2 separate regions of the Anser cygnoides genome follow, and region 1 is linked to region 2. A link is a contact called in public Hi-C data. All regions are on one chromosome and are shown on one strand. Each heading gives the region's core, a stretch centred on a gene start, on an enhancer-like site or on the middle of the called end of the contact. The rest is flanking DNA. Distances are from core to core; before and after follow the strand shown. Region 1 holds the start of C9H2orf72 (chromosome 9 C2orf72 homolog). Region 2 holds the start of SLC51A (solute carrier family 51 member A).

Evidence for each region. Hi-C and Micro-C count contacts between places; a contact is called where the count stands out from the background.
Region 1: a Hi-C map of liver shows a contact between it and region 2, with 5 times the contacts expected there. The contact joins the promoter of C9H2orf72 here to the promoter of SLC51A in region 2. A contact is called at or near these places in 2 of 7 Hi-C or Micro-C datasets (both in liver).

What each region holds. Positions count from the first base shown.
Region 1 is chr9:16,743,738-16,747,472 of Taihu_goose_T2T_genome, forward strand. C9H2orf72 (chromosome 9 C2orf72 homolog) reads left to right here and starts at 1,526. Exons shown (of 3, transcript XM_048076852.2): 1 at 1,526-2,149. The coding sequence starts at 1,588.
Region 2 is chr9:16,508,015-16,512,057 of Taihu_goose_T2T_genome, forward strand. SLC51A (solute carrier family 51 member A) reads right to left here and starts at 1,272. Exons shown (of 9, transcript XM_013195021.3): 1 at 1,016-1,272; 2 at 760-854; 3 at 222-376; 4 at 38-111. The coding sequence starts at 1,050. LOC106044800 reads left to right here and starts at 1,845. Exons shown (of 6, transcript XM_048076773.2): 1 at 1,845-2,030; 2 at 2,250-2,377; 3 at 2,457-2,581; 4 at 3,195-3,277; 5 at 3,330-3,396. The coding sequence starts at 1,879.

The DNA.
Region 1 (3,735 bases), core at 276-2,775, 240 kb after region 2:
ATGAGAGGAAATCCTTGTAAATGCAAAACCTGGGCAACATTAAGGCCAGACCTGGCTGTTGAACTGTGTCCGACTGTAGCCCTGGCACGCTGACATCTGCTCTCAGGATCCCCACGCTGGCGCGGGACCGTAGCCTCTTGCAACAACAGACCCTGATCTTTGGAAGAGGGCCCTAATCCTCCTGGTTTATCTCCCCCAACCTGGTTATCAGCACTAGTCAATGAGTAAGTTACTTTTACTAAGAGCTAGGGCAGAAACTCTCTGAAACCCTTGCCCAGGCTGTCCAGCCCCACGGTGCTGGCGTGGGGCAGCGTTTGCTAAGCCCGTTGTAGCTGGACCACGCATTTTCCTGGCTTAAAACTGGTGGCACACAGCGACCTCCCTGAGCTGCCCCACCTCGGCTGTGACTGAGGAGCTGCTGGTGGCCAAGGGGAAAGTCAGGGAGCGGGCACGCTGGCTCTGCCACCTTAGGGGCACCTCTTGGCAATCACAGACCCCAGGTGGCTGGGTGGGTGCATGGATTTCTGCTCTGCTTTCATCCTCGGCGCTCTGAGACCTCCGTGTCCCACAGAGGTGCTCTGCAAGGGCAGCTGCCTGCCGCTGGCACCTCTGAGCCATTCGTTCCCTATCAAACTGGGAGCTATTAAATGTTTGGGGGGAGTCTGGGACCTGTTTATGACACGGAATAGGGAAAGTGTTAACCGCGTGTGCTGCGGGTAAGAGCTTCCTGGTTCACCTCCAGGCGTGCCAACGCCGGGGCTGGGCACTGCACTGGCCCTCATGTGGCGTTCATTCACTGTCGGCTGGCAGAGCTCGCTCGTGGCCTCTTCCCTGTGCCAGGGCTGTTAAACACGTGCCAGCACTGAAATCCTAATTATAGCCCCGCACTTACCCCTGCAAACATCCTGTGCTCCCATGGGACGTGTCCCAGGGCCGGTGGGGCTGAGGGGCTGTGTTTGTGCTGGGGGGGGGATGCGGTGTTTGCAGAGGGGGAGCGAAGGGGGATTGCGTGGGAAGGGACCCCGAGGTGCAGCGTGTGGGGTGGGGACGCAGCTTGGCTTTGTGGTGCTTCTGGGGCTTTGCGCTCGTGCAGGAATTGGGGAACCTGTGAGCCGTGGGGTGGGTATGGCCCTTGGGGTGCTAGCTATTCCCCACGGCGTGGTGTTATCGCGGTTATAGCACAGCCAGCTGTGGGCTACAGCCCGAGGTGCCCACGGAGGCCACCCCACCGCCACCCCGTGTCACAGCGTGTCACACACTGGGGGTGCACATTACACCCGTGGGGCGTGCAGTCACGGTGCCTCATGCACGCCCCCTTCGCGACCCTCACATCCTCCTCTACCCCTTCCCACCTTCTCTCACCTGCCTTCCAGCACCTCCCGAGTTCGCCGGGGGCCTCGGCGCACCGGGGGGGGGGGGGGGATGGGACCGGGGGGATGCTTTGGGGCCGGTTGGGGTGGGAAGGGATGGGGTTGGGATGGGGCCAGCCCCTTGCGGAGCTCCGGGCCCGGTGCCGGGAGGCGGGCCGGGGGGCGGTGCGCTGCTGCGGGCCGGGCTCGGCGGAGGCTGCGGAGGAGGCTGCGGAGGATGGAGGCTGCGGAGGAGCTGCGGGAGCTGCGGGCGCTGGTGGAGCGGGCGGGCGGGCGGCGGGCGGTGCTGCTGGTGGCCGAGGTGGCCGAGGGAGCTCCGGCGGCCTCCGCCTTGGCCTCGTTCGCCCGAGACTTGCTGGGAGACGAGGCTCCTCCGGCACCGGGACCGACACCGGGACCGATACCGGGCTGCCCCTCCCGCTCCCGGTGCCGGTCGCGGGGCGGCGGAGGGCGGCGGGCGCTGGCGGCGGGGCTGCTGCTGGTGCTGTGCCGCGGCGGGGCGGCGAGGGGCCGAGGGAACCGGGCACGGCTGCGGGAGGTGGTGCGGGACGTGCGGGGCCGCCTCCCCCCGGGGCCGCCGCCCGCCGCCGTCGTCGGTGTCCTCCTGCCCGGGGGGGACGGGGAGGACGCGGCCGTGCTGGACGCCACCCTCCGCCGCCACTTCCCGGCCCCGGGAACCGTGCAGGGGGCTCGCTACAGCCCCGGCAGCCCCGCAGCCCTCCGAGAGTGCCGTGCCGCAGCCTGCCGAGCTCTGCGAGCGGCCCTGCAGCACCCCGCAGGTACCGGGGGTACCGGGCACAGGGTGGGCATCCCGCCCGGGTGGGTCAGGGAGCCGCGTGGTGCTTCCCCGTGGGGTCTGTGCCATCCCGATGGGAGCCCATCCCAAGGAGAAGTGCTGCTTCTCAATGGGATTTGGCCTTCTGCAATGGGATTTGCTCCGCTGGCCGGTGGGATCAATCCCTCCTCGGCTGGACCCGGCTCTCCGCCACGGGAGCTGCGCCGTTGCGGAGCCTCTGCCCCTCTCCAGGGAGATCTGGCTGTTCCCAAAGGGATCGGCTCCGTGCTGGTGGAGTCTGAGCCTTCCCGGTGGGATCTGCCCCTTCCCGGTGGGAATCTCAGCCCTGGCAGCCAGGGAAGGTTGGGAAGCGCCGAAGCAGCGCTTGGATGGCAGGGATGTGGCACGTGGCAGCTGTGACGTGGTGGCACACCGTGCTTACGTCCAGGGGACGGGGGCTCGGGGCGCAGCCCGTGCCGCAGGTCCTGCGGGAGGAAAGTGCTCGTGTCGGCTTCACGGAATGAGTCAGAACAAGTGGGCGTTTGGGTGTCAAACCACATGCTGTTGGTGGCCAGTGTGAGCACCGTGAGGGTGGCAGGATGAAAGCTGGGTGTCACCGGGGCCTCGAGGCGAGAGGCGAGGCGTGTTTGTGTGCAGGCACAGGGCGCTGGGCAGCTGGGCAGGCTCTGCCCCACGGCAGCCACACAAAAAAATACAGGCTCACATTAATCTTAGGCACTGCTTGTCTTGGGTTGTTCCCCTTTCTTCCTCCTTTAATTTTTCCCACTTTTCTCTTGCTCCGCTTCAAGTCCAGGCGCTCCGGCGTTCTGCTCTTTCTGGGCCCTGCCCCTGAGGGGTCCCAGCGGTGCTCTGCAGCTCCACGGGGACAGCTCCTCTGTGACCCCAGGGACACAGGGACAGCCGGCTGCAGCTCAGGGGCTTCTTCCACCGGTTCAGCTCAGGATCCTGGATCTGAATGCTGAGGGGTTTTGAGACCAGTGGGACCCACTGCATCCCCCTGGGACCCGCTGCATCCCCCCTGGAGGGTGTGGGGCTGTCTTCTGCCAACCCTTTGCGCTGAGGCAGGCGTGTCCCCCTTTCCATCTTCCCTCCTTCCGAAGGCTTTTGCTTTCCTCACATTGTTCCTGCTGCAAGAATTCCTTCTGGTGATCTCGCGGATGCCAGTGCACCCTCCAGTTCTGCTCTGGTGGGACAGCAGCTGCAGAGGCAGAAAACTATCCCTGCGTGTCACCTTTTTCCACCTTTGCACGGCTGGCACTTGCCTCAAAACATGTGTCTTTGTGACTGGCTGTGGATTTGTGCTCCGTGCAGCTGTGGGGTTGGAGAGCAGTGGAGAAAGAGGAGCAGAAAGCCTGAGCAGGCGCTGCCAGCAGCCTGTTTGTGTGTGCTTTGTACGCGTCGTGGGTAGGAGGACTCAGCTTTAATTCACCTCTGACGGTGCTCTTAGTCATGTAAGTGTCCCATGGCCTGCATGTGCAATGAGGATGCTCCTCCGCTGCAGGGTCAGCTTCTTTTCATGCCCCTGTGAGCCCTATGTACCGAAACCTCCACGTGGCTCCTGCTGTGCCA
Region 2 (4,043 bases), core at 22-2,521:
TCCCCGGCCCCACCGCCCCGGGGCAGGCACTACTCACATCGTGGTCGCCATCTCCACCACCATCATGGAGCGCGGGATCCACAGCCCGAAGCAGCTGAACACGGCCACGACCTGGGGGGAGACGTGGGCATGGCACGCAGCCGCTCCCCATCCCCGGGGGGGGCTCAGACCCCTCGGGTGCCCCTGGTGCTGCCCCCCCACCGCCCCCATCCCCAGCTCACCGTGGGGGCTGAGCTGCTCCAGCGGAGGGTCTTCATCTTGATGGGGCAGCGGATCTTGTGGGTGAGGTAGATGGCCTCTTCCACGTAGATGGCGACCGACACCAGCGTCAGGATGGTGGCCAGGCCCATGATGGAGAGTTGGACCATGTCCAGCTCTGCCAGGGAGGGGTGAGAAATGGGTTCGGTCAAATCCTGTTGCGTGTCCCTCCCCAGAGCCACCGCAGCAGGGTGCTGCCCCCAGCCCACCTCCGGGTCCCTTTTGGCACAGCGCTGGAAGCCACTCGCTGTGTCCTTGGTGGATCTGGCAGTGCCGGAGCCGGTGCTTTGGTCCCCCCCCCCATCCCATGTCACCCACCCGCTGCTCCCCTCACTGCTCTCTTCCACCACCACCACCCCCTGGGCAGGGCTCTGGGGTGGGAGCTGAGACCCCAGCAGCACCCCATGGCCTCCCCCGCTCTTGTCCCTGCCTCATCCCCACCCCAATCCCCGGGGGGACACGAGGAGGGTCCCCCCTGCACCGCCCGCTCCCCCCACTCACCCTGCAGCAGCTGCCGGGAGGTGGGCGGCAGGGAGAAGCAGGCTGCCGGCACGCTGAAGTTGGTTATCAGCATCTCCACCAGCGAGCGGGGGAACCTGCGGAGAAGGGGAGCTCTGCCAGGGACACGGGGACACCCAGCCCCATTGGGTCCCCCTGCCTCGCCCCCCCACCTGCCTCCCTTCCTTTAACCCAAAATCCTGCACCGAAAAGCAGCTGCAAAGCGTCCCAGCAGCACGGGGGGTTCCCCACAACCCACCTGGGGTCATCCGCCAGCTCCAGGGTGGGCTCCATCCTGCCCCGCTGCTCCCCGGCTCTGTCCCAGCGGCTGCGGGGCTGCTCGGCGCCGCCTGCCTCCGCGTCCCCTCCCCGATCCTACGCGGGGTCAGAGTCCCCAGGGCAGGGACCTCGGGGAGGCTTCGGCGCCTCGTTCAAGTTTAACCAGCTCCGGGCGCTCATTGGCGAGCCCCCGCGCCCTGCCAGCCCCACAGACACCTCGGCCGCCCGGTTATCGACCCGGGTGCCGGGAGGAGCGGCCGACCGCGTGCCATCGCGCCTGCGTGTCCCCAAAACCCGGGGCGCAGGGCCCTGCGATGGCGTGACACCGCCTGCCCGCCCCTTGGGGCACCCCACGGATGGGTTTGGGGTGGGGGGGGTCCCCACGGTGCTGGGGTCCCCGTGCGTCCTCCTGTCCCCTCTGCGGAGGTGGCTGGATGGGACCTGGTGCCACCATGCCTGCCACCTTCCGTCCGTCCTTCCCGGCAGTGGCACCTGCCCTGCTCGCATGGCAGCACGGGGCTGGGCCCTGCTGGGAGCAGATCCCATGACGCTAGAGGGCAGGGCCAGCCCTGCTCAGCACCACGGCTCAGCACCCAGTGTCAGTGCCGGCACCCGGGGTGAAGTCCCGGTGCCCTCCCAGCACCCCAAGGCTCTGGTTTGCGCTGGGACCTCAGACATCTTCAAGCCCCTCTCCCTCTGCCCTCAGGCAGGGGGGGTCCCGCAGGAGCCAGGGTGGCACCTGCACCCCAAAAGGGTCCCCAGCACCCTGCCGCGGGAGCAGGATGCTGCGGTTGCCGTGGGCCTGGGGTTCCGGGGGGATGCCGGGGTTGCCGTGGGAGTGGAATGGGGTTGCTGGGCTGCGGCCAGGAGAAGGGGATGCAGTCCGCCCAGCGAGGCCGTGGCCAAGGCCTCGCAGCTGCCCAGCCCACCATGGAGCTCTTCATCCCCCTTCACTTCACCATCCTCCTGTGCCTGTGCTTGCTGCTCTTGGGCCCGTAAGTCGCCCCACAGCAGCGGTCCGAGCCCCATCCTGCCGACACGGGGCAACAGAGCCGCCCTTCCGCGTCGGCATCCTGCAGACGTTAGAGCCGGGCATCAGCTCTGACATCCCCGAGCTGCATCGTCTCCCGTGCCCACTGCCCGTCCCAAGCAGCCCCTGGGCCTGGGCACCCCACTGCCCGCTCGGCCCCAAGCTGCCCTCGCTCCCGCCGCAGGTGCAGCTGGCTGGCTCTGCACGTCCTGCTGCTGGTCCCCATCTCCAGCACCATCTTCGTGATCCTCATCCTGCCTGTCACCAGCCTCGTCCTGCTCAGCGTTGCCTACCTGGAGCTCCCCCAGCCAGGTGAGGCGCCCGGATGGGTGGGGGATACGGGAGCAGGGGGCTGGGGGGAGCAGCGTCCCCATCGTGTCACCCGCACCAGGGGCCTGGGAGGACGCGCTGGAGCAGAGGCTCTGTGGCACAGCGAGATGGCAGCGCTGGCGCAGGTGCCAGCGTCCCCGCTGGCGACGCATCGTCTGCTGCCCTCACTGCAACGGCTACGTGAAGGTGAGGGACGCGGGGTGCCCGAGGTGCCACGCGCACCCAGCGCTGCCCACCCCGCGCCACAGCCCCACTGACCACATCCCGCACCCTTGTCCCTACGCACCCCGTGCATCCTGTGCCCTCTCCGCACCTCGCGTGCCCAGCCCTGTGCACTCCGTCACCCCTTGCACACTCAGCACCGTGCTCATGACCCTCGGTGCCCCCGACCCCATCGGCGTGCACAGGAGCTGCCCCCTGCCACCGGCACCCCTCCACCACACCAGTTCAACCCGCATTGCCCCGGGGCTGGGAAAACGCATCAGCTCCCGCAACAGCTGCTGGCCCTGACAGTCGCTGTGCGCTGTGTCACAACTGTCCTGCTGTCCTGCGTCACCTGCCCGATGCTCAGCCCCCTGAGCCCATTGCCCTGGGGAAGAGCTGCACGTATCCTTGGCCCGGAGAGGCAGAGCCCTGCCCTGACGTGCACGCACACGTGTTGCACACCCCGCGGTGCCGCCCGGGCTGGCACATGCTGGAGCCTGTTCCCCTTGCTGCACGTAGCCCCAGGGCCAGCAGCGGGGCTGGGTGCCCTCTGCACAGCACAACCACGGCTCCTGGTCCCTGACTGCCTCTGCAGCATCGTGGCGACCTTCCTCAGCGCTCCTGCTCATGTCCTGGGTCCCCTGCGTCACCTGAGCGCAGCACACACCGAGGGGCCAGGTACAGCCACAGGGTGCCCCCACCAGGCTCCGTCACCCCCGTGTCCCCACAGCCACCCTTCTCCCCGCAGGCTGCTGCTGCAGGCAAAGGCAGGCAGGACGGGCAGGAGCCAAAGGCAGGTGAGCATCCACCTCCTGGCACAGGCAGGACCAGGCGAGGTTTTGGGCCAGCCCCATCACATCAAACCCAGCCAGGGCACTCCTCACAGCCCCAGGATGCTGTAGGGCTGACCAGCTCCCCTGAGGACTGCACTGGGATTCCCCTTTCCTGCCAAAAAAATCCCTTAGGTGGAGAAGGAGAACGGAGCACCCAGCAGAGCCGCTCACGCCACTGGGCCCTGGTAATTTAAGGCTCAGGGAACCCCCAGTGCCACGGGCATCACGGTGGGTGTTGTGCTCCGAGGAGCTGCTGGAGGGGGCACGTTGTGCTGGCAAACCCTCTCTGCTTGGTTAGCTTTTTCTTTCTTTAAACAAAACTGTTTGACCTTTGAAACCCTGCCCAAAAAAGCCGATCGGACCCCTCTCAGCGCGTCTGCATCGCCCACGCGGCTGCTTTGTCAGCGTTCCCCGATACTTGGAAAAGCTCTGGAAATGCAAATATTTGCATGGGGTTTGGGGATGGTTTTCCGCCCATCTCTAACTGCCCGGGGCTGCGGACGGAGCAGCTGGCCCAGCTCCTGGGGAGCCCACGGGGGGCAGCAGCTGTGCTTGTCCCCGGGGGCTGCGTGCCACCGGCCCCTGGCTTCCTGGTGGCCAGGCCAGGTGGC